Linked DNA regions of Mus musculus: region 1 is linked to region 2. A link is a contact called in public HiChIP or PLAC-seq data. All regions are on one chromosome and are shown on one strand. Each heading gives the region's core, a stretch centred on a gene start, on an enhancer-like site or on the middle of the called end of the contact. The rest is flanking DNA. Distances are from core to core; before and after follow the strand shown.

Evidence for each region. HiChIP or PLAC-seq counts read pairs in DNA pulled down with a chosen protein or histone mark.
Region 1: an H3K27ac HiChIP or PLAC-seq map of extraembryonic endoderm stem cells shows a contact between it and region 2. The contact joins the enhancer-like site here to the promoter of Arl6ip5 in region 2. A contact is called at or near these places in 1 of 39 promoter capture datasets (liver), 2 of 484 Hi-C or Micro-C datasets (Th1 cells and liver), 6 of 115 datasets of contacts at active chromatin or transcription factors (effector CD8 T cells, embryonic stem cells, extraembryonic endoderm stem cells and 3 more) and 3 of 9 other capture datasets (adipose tissue, liver and pancreatic islet).

Annotation. Positions count from the first base shown.
Region 1 is chr6:97,350,040-97,356,984 of GRCm38.p6, reverse strand. Frmd4b (FERM domain containing 4B) reads left to right here. Exons shown (of 23, transcript NM_001346637.1): 6 at 2,924-2,980; 7 at 3,781-3,803. Among named protein-coding and RNA genes, the nearest start is that of Gm32191, 100 kb to the right of the region's middle. Within about 2 kb of position 2,829, at least 79 of the 459 cell types and tissues checked have an H3K27ac peak or open chromatin away from gene starts, as enhancers often do. A contact at or near this core is called in Th1 cells, extraembryonic endoderm stem cells, liver and 2 more, where this site is marked.
Region 2 is chr6:97,207,362-97,214,657 of GRCm38.p6, reverse strand. It overlaps Arl6ip5 (ADP-ribosylation factor-like 6 interacting protein 5), which reads right to left and starts at 3,866. Exons shown (of 3, transcript NM_022992.2): 1 at 3,662-3,866. The coding sequence starts at 3,837.

The DNA.
Region 1 (6,945 bases), core at 1,580-4,079, 140 kb before region 2:
GAAGGTGACCTGGTAGCTGAACTGCCAATGCATCTCTTGGAGCCTTGAGAGTGAAGCGCCAGGACTGTCTCAGCTTACCTTTGTGTGCCCAGCCCCATCCTCCGGCTCCTGATTCTGGCTCTTTGTTTGTTGCTGGCAGCCATGGAAACCCACTGAAGGATGTCCTCACCTTTCTCTGTGAGGAGCTGTCTCTGAGTCTCAAGTGTTAGCTTGCCCTGTATCCGGTTACTCTGTTGCCATGGCGGAGGTAAAAGAAATCTGCCCTGGGCAGTCTACAGTTTTAAAACAGCGTTTGCTACTTCAGGCATGAACTTTTAAGGACTCTTAGAAGTCTTCATTGACTTTTGCCCAATGAAAGTGCTGAGAAACGGGCAGGTGGGTTATTCTTGATGGATGCATTGTTTAGAGAACTCCATGAATGTGTCAGGTTACAGTGATCGGTACTGGGGCCCAGAATGGCTCGCCTCTGATATCAACAGGATGTTATATGTAAGGGGATGTGGAGAATGAGGACTATAAAAGAAAATGGGGCTTTGGCCAAACCCTGTTTTCTTCCCTATCTGGAACAAGATTTGAGACAGTTCTCTCCCTCCCTCTTCCCCACCCTTTCTCACCCCTGCCAAAACTGGGTTTGGACCACATTAGCTAGGAAAGGCAAGCTGGTGTTTGATGCCTCCACGTGATGCTGTCTGAGCCTGGTACTCCCCATGCTTCGGGTCCTCCTTTTAGCATTTTTAATATTTAATGACCCTTCTGAGATGGAGAAGTATGTGGCAGCTTCCTAGGGGATATCTGCTTTAGGTATCTTTTTTTAATCTGTCTGCTGAACTTCCATTTGCTAAATTGAAAAGGTGGTGTCTAGAATACTTTTTAGATGACTCATCTAAGGCTCTGATGAGGCAGACGAAGTCTGTGGGAATCCAGGGTGTTGGTAGGAATTTTCAACTTATTTTATTCGTCTTCGATTTGTAGAATACTCTAGAAAATACACTTTTCTCATCCCTAAGATGTGAAGACAAATTTGACTTTAACTTTGAGGTGTGGCCTGTTTTGCAACTCAGGGATTTATTTTATTTTATTTTATTTTATTTTATTTGTTGTTCTGCTCGCTCCTCTCCTCATTCTCCATGAGTTTCTCTGTGTTCGAATTTAAGGAATTTGACCTTCCGAGAATGTAATCCAATCAACACCCACCTCACCTGGTGGATTACCCACTGTCATCCGTCAGATTAGAAAGCCAGTGTCTTGCTGGGAAGACAGAGGGCCATTGATTCCTGAGCTCAGCCTGGCTTCTCTTTGATTTTATAATCAGTTCCTAGAGATTGTGGGGGAGCTTTGAATTCCAGGGCTTGGGATCCGTGAGCTCTTGAACAAAACCTTTGAAGCAGCTCTTTCTGCCTTGGGTTTCAGAAGGGAGGACCCACTGGGTCTTGATGGGTGAATTAAGTTGGTTTTTTTTCCTAATATAAGGGAACTGATAATATAATTATCACTGTTAGTGTAATACCCTGGGGATTTCCGTTCTCTTCTTTGTTTTTGTTTTTGGTGTTTTAATGGGGATGGAAGCGGGAGAGCTTACAGGAGAGCTCACGGGAGAGCTTACGGGAGAGCTCACGTCAGGACAGCTTCACAGAGCTGCTTCTCTCCCTCAACTCTTGAGTCCCAGGGCTGGAGCTCAGATCCCGGGCTTGCTTACCTCCTGATCTGTCTCACCAGCTCTGGTTCCCCCTTGTCCTTTGCATTCTGTCGGAGAACTCTAACCAAGTTCATGCTGGGAGAAAAAACTTCAATCTTTCCAGAAACCCTCACAAGTATAACGCCCTGTGTAAACATCCTATTGTGCACTGGCTTGAAACTATTTAATGACTCCCCGTGATGGATTTGGAATAAACTAACAAATGCTAGCGCTCCAGTTCAACAGATAAAAGGGAGGAAGAGAAAGTACCAGGCAATGCCCAGGCCTTTAAACACTGTGTGCTTCCAAGCAGTGAGGCTTGCACTTAGCAGGATGGGCTTCGGGGGCATTGTTTCTGCCCGTGTTGAACCTTGCAAGGTCATGTGCCCTGACCTTAAATTCAGAGTTCCTCTACACCTGCTTACGGTTGCAATATTACACGGTGCTGCACTGCCATTTACATATGTCACACATGTAAAGGAGTGAAGGTGCACAGGAGTGTTTAACCCACACTTAAGCATGTCTCAGGACCAAACAAACAACCAAACAACAACAAAAAAATCAGTCTTGTCAATCAAACCCTAGGACTCCAATTTTCCCTGGGATCCTGAAACATGGAGAAGTAAAAGGATGGGGAAATGATGACTGTGAGTTCATCAAACCTTCAGAGCTACAGAACGCTAGACCTCGCTTTCCCTGCTACTGACGTTTAAGACTTCTCAGTTTAGCTAGGATGGCATGACTAGTCACTCCATCGCATGCTCCTGACAATGAAGTGAAATTATGTCTTAATAACGTCTGCCCATGTGTATGCTGAAGTAACCGTGCTGTGACTCAGAGAGGGGAGATTATCTCAGGGAAACCCACAACAAACAAATATAGAAAAATCTGCAGACCTTAAACATTAATTTGCAAGAGGTGAAAGAAAATTAGTCAAGTATATTCATTTAAAAATTGTCAGAATTTTTTTGCCTCAAAGTTACTTATCTTTTCTAAGCAAAATGTCCCTACCCAGTGAACAGAGAGAGAGAGAGAGAGAGAGAGAGAGAGAGAGGAGAGAGAGGCTCTTCCGGTCCTTCCTATCCCTCCCTGAGGTCTCCCTGCTCACCCCCCTCCCTTGCAGTGGTATGGTCTGCATTTGACCGTAAAGTGGAGGTGCCAAGCTGTGACAGATTCTTCAGCTCCACAGCCACTCGCTCCAGCCCAGGGTCGACTGCACTCAGTGATATTCTCCTCTTCCACCCACAGGGGCAAATTGAAGTAGACAGTGAGACCATCTTCAAGTTGGCAGCCCTGGTTTTGCAGGTAAGGGTTCACTCGCTGCCTCTAACCAGCTCCCTTTTGTTCCTTGGTTTCTTGCTAACTGTCTGCAACTGTAAAACTTTTCCGTCGAGCCAGAACCTGATGGATTTTTCAAACCAGTAAATGGCTTATCAGTGAAAGATATGGCCTGCTGATTTCTCTTTTTAAAAATTATTTGCATGAACCAGCATGTGATAGTATTTTTCTAAGACATAATGAAGTTTAGACTGTACTAAGGGAACGGAGTTCTGACCGTATTCCTGGAAAAGGACTCCCAGTCACTTGAACTCCGGAGGCAGCAGTTGTTAGAACAGCTGTAATTTTCATTTAAATTTAGCAACTTTTTTTGTACACGTTTTCTTGAGGTTGTGTAAAGAGACCTTTAATTCTTAAAGGCACTGGCAGCTGAAAAGCAAAGTCATTTCCTGAACTTGTTTAAAAAGTAAATAGTGTGTGTGTTGATTTACCTGGGTCAGAGTCTAAAAAGTGTGGCACTTTAGTGCAAATGTATTTATCCTGTGAACTTAGATATGCCACAGCGATTATCGGTACTTCTGCATATATATATATGAAGAATATATAATATATAAAATATATTTGTATATTAGTCTCTTGTGTTAAGGGTAAGACACATCTCATATATACGTGTATTTTCTTACCAATAGTGGCCTGTGGGCGGTACTCCTTAACCACCTTTCTTAACAGAAAGCTCTGGTCTCTGTGAAGGGGAAAATAAGCAAGAATAAATCATTCACTGAGCTTAGCATAAATACATATTGATCATGTCTTTATTTTTATTTCAGGAAAGCAAGGGAGATTATACCAGGTAACGATTTCTTTTCTGATGTTACTGTGTAGAATGGGGCTCTCCAGTTGTGGAATGAGTTATTTTAAATAATAATGGACACAAAAGCAAAAGAAAGCCTATTTGAGACTGGCTGCTCAGATCTCCCTCTTCCTTCCCGGAGAAACCTGCTCTTTTTGTGAATGACTCTCAGAACGAAACTTTCTCACAGTGTTTCAGGGCAGAGTGACAGGAAACCATAGTTAGAAGCCCTCCAAAGTTTCCAGTATTGTAGTATCACGTTGGTTACCGAGACGAAGAAAACTGTGAAAAGCTTTGCTAACTGGTGCGGTGCTTTTTTTTTGGTAAGCATATAATGATGGTGTGTGTAAGGGGTTCTAACATATGCAGAAACAGATTAAATCCATCAGCTGCTTAGTTAAGGGATTAATAGGGCCTTTCTTTGCAGCTGCCCTGAAGGGACCTCACCCTTCATACACTTGACCCAGCAGCCGCATTGCTGCTGCGCTGACACTAGGGTTAAGTGTCTCGCTGGCCACATCAGCAGAGAGTGTGTGGGTTTTCACCCCTTCCCGTGCTCTCTCTTCTGTGCAGTGGTTGTAGGTAGAGAAGTGGGAACTGTCAAAACTGGGGTGGGGGTGGGGGAGCTCTGGTGGAAAGCAGTGCCCAGGCCTGTGACCCATTGAAAGACTAGCCTTTGCCACGCTAACATTCCACTTCTGATGGCTTCACCCAGAGATTATTTACAGATCGCCTTCCCAAGTGAGGCTTTGTGCTCAGTAACGGGCTGATAAAATAATGCCTTCAGAGCTTGACAGCTTCCAGTCCTTGAAGAATAATCTACTCTCCTCACCATGCACATTCAGAGTGATAGAGCAGGGGTTTCCACTTGACACCCCATTATTCAGTTACTCACCACTCACTCTCATTGAGAGTATATGGTGTGTGTGTTTATGTGAGCCTATGTTTGTGTGTATGTGTTTGTGTGTATATGTGTATATGTGTGTTGTTGTGTATTAGTTATACATAAGGATTGAGTCCATACGCCCATTTCACAGCAGTAAGTCATGCTTTGTTGTTACCCCCTCATCTCACCGTTATCCCCCAACTTCTAACCCACTCATCTTCTCAACCTCTCCTACTTTCATACATATATGTGCACATGTATGTATATGATTTTGTGTATCCATAAAGTCTGTGGTTATATGGGCAGTCATAAAGTCAGTTTATGATGGCCTCGGCCTCTGTAGTGTGGAACGTTTACTCTCCCTTCCCCGCTCCTGACCCTGTGAGGGATGCAGGCATCAGACACTGTAAGCCTCAGTGTTCACATCAGTGAAAGGCAGCCTAGCCTACAGGACTGTTGTGAATTAAATATGTGAAGGTCACTGGGTCAAGGTCAGCAGCCGTCAGCTCTGACTCCACCTCAGCTGTGACAGCGGTTAATTTCCTCTTAATCCACACCAAAATTTTGTCTGGTCTCCTGCCTCCTTCTGAGAAGAGTTTTGAGACAAAGGTGGGTCCATGAAAGCTGTAGTAACAACACAGTGGCAGACAAAAGAGAAAAGGTTGGTGTCACCAGCTTTCCTTAGGGAGAGCCCAGGGCCTGACACAGATGGAGGCTGTGAGTGATCTTCCTTGAGGGATGTACACATTTCGGCTTTAGATGGTAGTTTGCTATTGTTGACTTAGCTCTGTCTTACCCAGCCCTTCCTTATGTTCAACCAGATTCTAGGACTTTCCTTGAGGAGCCCAAGGCTGAAGATGTGTCACATACTCTCTTGAAATTGTCCATCTCAAACCAGGTAGTGGAAGAGAACATGATAAACTGAGTCTTATATACACTGAGCCTCGCACAAACTCTCAGGGTTACCCCAAAGGAGCTGTTTATTCTTTCCATGCCTCCTCTGTGAGTTGGGGTCTTTCTTGAGGAAGTTAGTGGAGTGGAAGAGCTGTAAATTACAAAGTGTACTTTACAAAGGCATTAAGTATTGATAAAAAGAACAAAAGGCATGAGTATCTGTCACTGAAGGTGACAATAGAAAAGAATTCAACATCACCCACCCCTGTCTAATCTCCTCCCTGACGGGCAGTGTATATTCTTCTGCCAAACATTTTTTTTTTAAATAGAACCAATGTAGGAAAATCAGGCAAAATAAAATGATGATCAGTCCATGTCATCATGGTTAGAGCAAAGACCTACAGTTGGCCTCTACAAGGCCAACAGGCTCATTCAAACCCTAAGACTTCCATGTACTGCCTGCATAATCTGAAAAAAAAAAAAACTTACCTCCCCAAACCTTAGTTTCCTGGAACATGAAAGACAACTTGTAATAATTGTAAGCATGCCATAGGTTGGTACAAGGATTGAATTAATATTTGTGAGATGACCGGAGTTGTTCTGGAATTATCACTTTGATATACCATCAGAATGCTTGTTGGTTGCAGTTGTTTTTAGACAGTGTCTCATGTAGCCTAAGCTGGCCTGAAACTTACTGTAGAGTCATAGATGACCTTGACCCCCTGACCCTCCTGCCTCCCCTTTTTCACTAGTGGAATTACAGGCATTGCCGATATATATGCCTAAATGGATAGACATGTGTACCATTCTCCTGTTACAAATGCGAGTTGTTGCCCATGTTTTAGCGATTGCAAATAATGTCGCGGTGAACATCTGTGTGTATCTGAGCCTGACATTATTCCAGTGTGTGTGTGCATGTTTGTGTGTGTGTGTTTAAGATAGATTTTATTTCTTTTAAAAAATTTTTTTTATATTTATTTGTGGGGAGGGGACAAATCACAGTTCACATGATGTAATGAAACTTGGTGGCAATCAGGCTTGAGCCCCCCCACCCCCACCCCTCAGTTAATTGCTCTCAGACATCCAGAGAAGTTCCTTTCCCATGGGAAATAGGGACATTTTTATAGCACCACCATAAATTGGTAAGATTTCCTTCCATTTGAAGCTAGGTGTTAAACCAGACCCTTATTCTGACCCAGAAGTGAAGTGAAAATCTAAGTCCTTCCACTTCCGAACAGAAGCATCCCAACACTTAGTTACTTGGTAACCTCAGCTTTCAGGATCTTAGAAACAAAACCAAACGAAACCCCCTTTTGCCTGCTTGTGGCTGGCCTGGCAGGTCAGTGATAAAGCCGGGTCAGC
Region 2 (7,296 bases), core at 2,617-5,116:
GGTGGGTGCTGCTGTGAAGATGAGGCAGTGTGCTCACACAGCTCGTGCCTGGCATCTGGGAGTCCAACACACTTAATCTGGCTCATAACTAATAATTCATACTACTTAAAGAGACAGATGAAAATAAAAACTGTCTGCAAGAGGGGCTAGGAGGCTAAGGGATGCACACCTGTAATCATAGCCCTTAGGAGACGGTAGCTGGAGAACCTTGAGTTCCAAGCCAGCCAAGAGTGAGACCCTGTCTTTAAAACAAAACAAAACAAAACAAAACAAAACAAAACAAAACCAGAGATGGTGGGAGGAGAAGTAGAGTGTGAGAGGAGGAGGGTGGGGAAAGAGAGGAGGAAGAGGAAGTAGAAGAAGAAAAGAAGAAGAGGAAAAAGAGGAGGGGAGTGAGAAGTAGGAGGAGAAAAAGGAGAAGGAGGAAGAAGAGGAGGAGGAGGAAGAAGAGAAGGGGGAGGAAGAGAAGGAGTTCACAGAATCTGAGATGCACAGTGTACATGGAAGTCAAGTACTGAATAAAGCCACGGTTTTTAGGACAAAGACCAAACTTCCTCTTCTTTTTGAGATGAAGTCTTGATACACAGCACAAAACTCACTATGAAACTCAGGCTGCCATTAAACTCTCTACCCTCTTGCCTTGACCTCTGTATTGCTGGGATAATAAACATGCACTGCCATGCCTTGCTTGAAGACTTAACTTCTAGCCCCCATGCCCTTCCTGGTCAGGATCCAAAATGCACATCTACCTCTATTTTAACCCCTTCTAATCTCCATCTCTGTCTAGTGTTTCCTACTGCTTCTGGAGCTACATCATGTACTCCTGAACACCCCTCCACCATGCTGAGATCTGAAAAAAAACAAAAAAACAAAACAAACCAGCCCTGTCTATCCTCAGCCAAGCCAATCCAAAACAATAGAGGACCTTAAGAGCCATCCAGTGTCCCCAAGGGGCTGCCTGGCCACAGGGATGGACTCACTGACCATTTCCTCATGAGAGACTATTACCCACCAGCAGAGGATCCAGATAAGCAGTTCCCAGAAGTGCCCAGACCCACCCATCCTCTGCAGCATCCAAAGAGGAGAGTTCTGTTTAGAATGGGGAATGTTCCAGAATCAGCTACGCTTCTCTGATCCCAAAGGTATTGGATTTCTTCCACCTTTCAGGCACTATAATTCTAAACCTCCTGACTCTCAGGAAGATGCCACAGTAGTTAAAGGGACAAGCCTGGGTCTGTGGCTGTAAGTATGTCATTCAACTTCTCTGAGTGTCAGGTTCAATAATGAAGATAGTCATAGTTTAGTGGTGGAACTGCATGGCACAATGCAGTAAAATACTCAGCACACAGTACTTAGCAAAGTACTTAGCACACAGAGCCCTCTATAAAAGTTTATTATAATTAGTTATAAAGAAAGAAAAGAAGAATTTGTGGGGAAAGCTAGAAAGTGCTTAGAGATGTATAGAAAAAGAAACAAATTAAGGTTACAGGCTCAAATTATTCTGGGGTATAAAGAAATTTTTATGTTTCTGGTTGGTCTGGAACTCATGCAATCCTCCTGCCTCGGCCTCTGGAGTGCTGGGTTTATAAGCATAAGCTACTATGCCTTGCCTGCTCTTTGCAGATATATAACAACAGGTACTTTTCTCTTTATCTTCAAAGACGTAGCTAACAATTAATAGTTCTATGTGACATAGAAATGAGAAAGGTGAAGACTCCAGACTGCCAGGTTCAGTGGCCTAAGATCATAATGAGAGAGCTATATTTAGTTAAGAGCTGACTGTGAAAAATGGGTTCTATGAAGGCCACAAGGTGACCAGGGCTGTGCTGGAGTCTGGACATATAATGCTTTGAGTGTGAGGGGAGGGGGATTTTATTTATTTTTTCCTTGTATATTTGATTGGTCTGTGTCAAACCTTTCTATTTAAGAGAAGATAATCCACCCCATAACTAGGTAACCACCAAAGAGGAAGAAAAGAATATGAAAGTTTACAAGAGATGTAAACCCATTATTAGAGTTCTTTGGTTTTGTTTTGTTGGATTTTCAAGATAGGGTTTCTCTGTGTATCCCCAACTATACTCATACTTGCTCTGGAGACCAAGCTGGCCTTGAACTCACAGAGATTCGACTGCCTCTGCCTCCCAAATGCTGAGATCGAAGGCGTGCACCAGCAGTGCCCAGCTAGTTATTTTATTTTAAAGAAGCGACTTTGTGAAGTCTGTCCTCTGGGAAGAAGCAGAGTTTTGGGGGCAGGTTCAGGAACAACTGCCTCTGGCTTTCTTCCCCTGACTAATGGTTGCTCAGCTGCCCGTTTAGTCAGAGTCCGCTAGAGCCTGTGTCCTCTGCACACTACGCCATCCCCAGAGTTGGCAGTTCCTTCAGCCACACACAGCTAAGATCTCACATGGAGCCCACATTTGAGAACCGGTGACCACTCCGAACCACGCCTGGAAATGAGGAAGCTTGCCAGTCTCCTCCGTGCTGTGAGTTTGCTCCTTTTGAGGCTCAGCAAATGCCATGTGTCCCTGGGCCAGAATTCAAGTCTGATTCATCTTGGTGCGCTCAGAGCTTGGCGTGGGATCTGGTGCCCAGAGGTAGCTAAGTAAATAAGCCAGCTAACCTCAGGCCAACTTAAGACAGCGCCTTATCACGCACCCCTTCCTAAGAGCCCCGAGTGTGCATCTCTTCTCTCTCCTTTTTGGGATTGTTTTTTGTTTTTCTCCCTAGCAGCTTCTCTTTCTCTTTGGGTTTGTTCGGAAAGAGAAACCTTAGAAAAGGACTTCTTTTAGGGCAAGAGGGTGTTTTGTAAAACCTTCTATTTAAATTCGTATAAGAGATAATAAAATGGCGAATATAACCATTTATTTTGTTAAAAGGTGGAAGAAGCATTTTTAAAGGGTAACCTACAAGGAAAAACAGCTTCTCAGGAAACAGGTGCGGAAATGTGTACGTGTATGTGCGCCAGAATGTTCACGTATAACCTTACTTAGCACAGGAAACTTCTTAACCAGCATCGAAAAGGCCTTCAGAGATGTTTAAGACCCCAGGCTAAGGAGCAAAGCTAAAGCGACCGTGTCCGGCAACTTCTAGGGGAAAAGAAAATGTCAGGGGGCCTCGTTTCCAGAGTCACCTCACAGGGGAAGATGCGCCACCAGGAGACTCGCATCCGCCTGAGCGGAAGCTCAGTTCTATGTACAGTATAGACAGACATTAGCCGGAGAGGCCACTTAAACACAGCCCTGGGTCCACACCCTGTCACTCCAGGCTTTGCTAGGCAGCCCCAGGACAAGGTTACAACACCACCACATTTTTTCTTATTTTTAAAACACCCACTGTGCTACAAACATCTGACAGGCGAATATCTTCAGCACGGGGACGTGGGAGGGGGTAGTTCTCATTGTCCCAAGTTCTCAGCGTTTTCCTCACCTCTTCCCTCCCAGGGTCCCTGCTCAAGCCTCTAGAGCAAAAAGAGAAAGAAAGGGGACCTCAGAGAGCTGTGGCCTCGCCCTGAGAACAAGTTTCCACTGGGTGGGCCACTTCCCGAGACCCTTCCCTGAGGCAGGCGCTCCGTGTGGACCTAGTCTTGCATTTCGCGATCTTGTCCTCGTGGTCCCTACGTCCTGACCCTGGACAGGTGCTCCAGGCAGAAGACCCCACTTACCCAACAACCGAAATCATCATGGCAGCCACCACCAGGTAGTTGGTCTGGTAATAGAGCAGATTGCTCACTACACGGTTGTTCCATTTGGAAATGTCCCTGAAGTCCGGCCGGGCGAAACGATCAGAGCCCGGGAAGAAATCGTCCCAGGCACGGAGCGGGGCGAGGTTCACGTCCATGTTCCTCTGCTTCGCGAGCTTCGCCTTCGGAATCTGGAGGCGGCGGCAGCGACAACCAGCTGGATGAAAGATGACAGCGGGTCCTTCGGATTGGTTCTGCGGTTAAAGCACGGCAGGGCTCAGAAAATTGGCTGCGGGCGGGTGTGTTGGTCTGTCTGTGATTGGCTGGAAGTGGTTAGTGACTCAGAGCAGTGGGCTTTATCCAATGTTAGGACAAAAAGTAACTAGCGGAAATCCCCTACCTAAACTAAAGGTGGTGTCAGTTCTCTCTGGCAGTTTAAATACAAACCATCTCTTTTTAAACACATCGCTTGTGTGTGTTCTTTGCCCTGAAGGGAGAAAAAAAAAAAAAAAAAAAAAAAAAAAAAAAAAAAAAAAGCAGCTGTTCAGCTGTCAATATAAGTGGAATGGAATGGAAGCCGGCCTCAGTGTCACTGAAGTCCGGTATTGCTAATCTCCCCACATATGCGTGCAATTTTCATGAGTCACTTTGTGTGAAATCACACTAGAAAAAAAAAAAATGGGAGCAAGGGTTTGACTGAAGTGAACTGAAATAAAGTGATTGCCAGCTCGCCTTTTTCTTCGCCCTTCATTTCTGCTGTCCTGTGGCAAAATTACTGAACCGTTGTGCCATCGTTATAGATAGAAGATAGATAGAAGCGGATGACTTCACTTCTTCCTGAGCGAGCTCTTAGCAGCTTCAAAGCAGACAGCTGCTGGAGGTGCTCTGTGTTCCTGGGCAGAAACATGGCTTCCCAGGCCAGAAAGGTTTCTTAGTTTTATTCCAATATTAAACAAATAACATTTACCTAAGAAAACAACTTCTACAAGACCACCAAGCTACACAACCATAACACATACACAGAGAACCTAGCACAGACACACGTAGGCCCTGTGCTAGCCGCTTCAGTTTCTGTGAGCGCCTATGAGCCCTGCTTAGTTGATGCTGTGGGTTGTTTTCTTGTGGTGTCCAGGATCCCCCTGACTCCTAGGCTTCTAAGATGGCAGTGCCTAAGGTAACAGTGTTTCTAAATTTGCAACTGTTAATTTTTAACCAAACTCAAAGTGCTCTACTAAGACCACCAACTTACCCTAAAACAAAGAGTAGTAAAATATACTTGAGGCGAAGTCAGACTTAGTTGTTTAGCTGATTAGAAAGGCAGTTGAGGAAATCATTGGGGGCTTTATGAAAATGTCTTCTGCCACTGGTGTTTAGGATAGCCTGGCAATGGACTCCAGCAATTTACTTTGGAGAAAAGTAGTTCCTAAAAAATCAAAACAAAACTAATTTATTGTGAATGAATGTCTTGCCTGCATTGTGTATGTGCTGTACCCGCATGCTTTGTGCCTGCTGAGGTCAGAAGAGGGTGCCAGAGCTCTTGGAACTGGAGTTACAGATGATTCTAAGCTGCCACGTGGGAACTGGGACTTGAATCTGGGTCCTCTGAAAGGACAGCAAATGCTCTTAACCTCTGAGTCATCTCTCCAGGCCAGTGGAGGAATGTCTTAACTTCCCCCAGCCTTCCTTGATTCTTAGGTAAACCGGGGTTAGTAGAAAATCTGCCACAGAGGCTAAATGAGGGATGTTTGGGAAGTGTTTAGTATATGCAGCATTTACAGATTTTACTGTTATCAGTAATAATACAAACTGGCATGGTGAGGCAGACCTATTCCGGAGACCAAGACAGGAGAATTTTAAGTTCAGGGCTTGTAGGGATTACAAAGTGAGTTCAAGGCCAGCCGGAGCAAGTTGGTAAGATTGTGGCTCAACATAAAAAGCGAGAAGAGTGCTAGAAATAGAGTTCAGTGATCAAACTTGCCTAGCATGGAGCAGCATTGGTCCTGTGTGCAGACCCCATTATTACAAAAACAAACAAACAAACAAACAAACAAACAAACCAAATAGCTAGCAGAGTCCTTAATTTTTCTGGTTGATGTTTACAGTGTTTTAACCTGTTTTCTATACTTTTAAAATAAACACCTGCTGCTGTTGATCTCAGGTCCTGTTGTCATTGATCATTGTGGTTGCCTCTGAATAGATAAAATGGGAGAAAAATGTTGAGACTGCTTAGTACCCTGCTAGCAGGTATTCTAAGGCCTTCCTAATGCTGGTAAGGCACAGTGGGGAGTCACAAAGGGGAAATGCTTGCCTTGCTCTGTCTTCTAAGGGCCTACAGTGCAGGAAATACTCAACTCTGAGACCTTGAGGTGAGTGCTAAATAGAGCCTTGCCAGGCCTCTATTCAGTTACAGGAAATCAGAGGGCGTGGAGGAATTCCCGAAGCTTAAGGCATCAGTGTGGGTAAATAAGCCTTGGTGGGGAGAGAACACAGAGCCCAGCGCCTGTTAGAGAAATCTGTGAGCATTGACAACTTCAGTGAACTTTCTCCTTCCAACTTCTCAGAACTGCAGGAATAAAGGCTGTCAGAATGAAATAGTAGCGTGCTTATTCCTCCATCACAGGCAATCCATACTCAACACACATTAGCTGGCTATATATTTTTATTTATTTGATTAAACCTCCAAAGACAGCGCAACACAGCGGTGCAAGCAAGTTTCTATCCCCCAGCTCCTTGGCAGATAGAGGCAGGAGGATTGCAAATTCAGAACTGTTTGGATAACTTAGTGAGACTCTGTTTCAAAACAAAAAGAAAATGGGTATGGATATAGCTCCAGGGTAGGTTTTTTTCTAGTATGCACCGAGCTGTAGGTTCATCCCTCATTACTACAAATAAAAAGGGAGAAGAATCCAAAGAGGACTGTGTTTGTCATTGTTTTGTTTTGTTTTCTCTTCATAGGTTGAGCCCCTTCCCTCTCTCTGAAAATGGTGAGTGTGCTCTGTCTCTGGTTGGACTATGGTAGGTTTCTGTTTGATCAGTTTTATTTGTTGTTGTTTTTTTTTTTTTTTTTCCCTCTACATTCCTCTACCTTTTCCTCCAACTATTTTAAATGGGAATGAGCACAGATTGAGTCAACTTTACCCCAGGCTCCGTTTAAGAGCTATTACTAGTAGCTATGTCACTATTTTTAGGTGGGGGAGGGGGAGTAGGAGTAAAGATGTTCACTGCATCAGTCTCTCACACCAGATGGCTCAGTGGCTCAGAGTGCTTGCTGCTCTTCCAGAGGACCAGAGGTCAATTCCCAGCACCCACATCACATGGCTCAGAACTACCTGTAACTCCAGCTCCAAGAGGACTGACACTTTTTTTTTTCTGGCTTCTGTGGGAACACACACACACACACACACACACACACACACACATAAATAAACTTTTTTTTTTTTAAATCAGTCTCTTGAGGCTTTTCCACAGGAACTTAAGCTTTAGCAAGCACCATCCTGATAACTCCTCGGCCTGGCCATAGACTATGGAGGATGTCTGTCTAATACTTGATGTCTAATACTTGATGATGTGCTTCACTGTAAAGAAAATAAATCTACTGAGGATTTCGGCCACTTGCC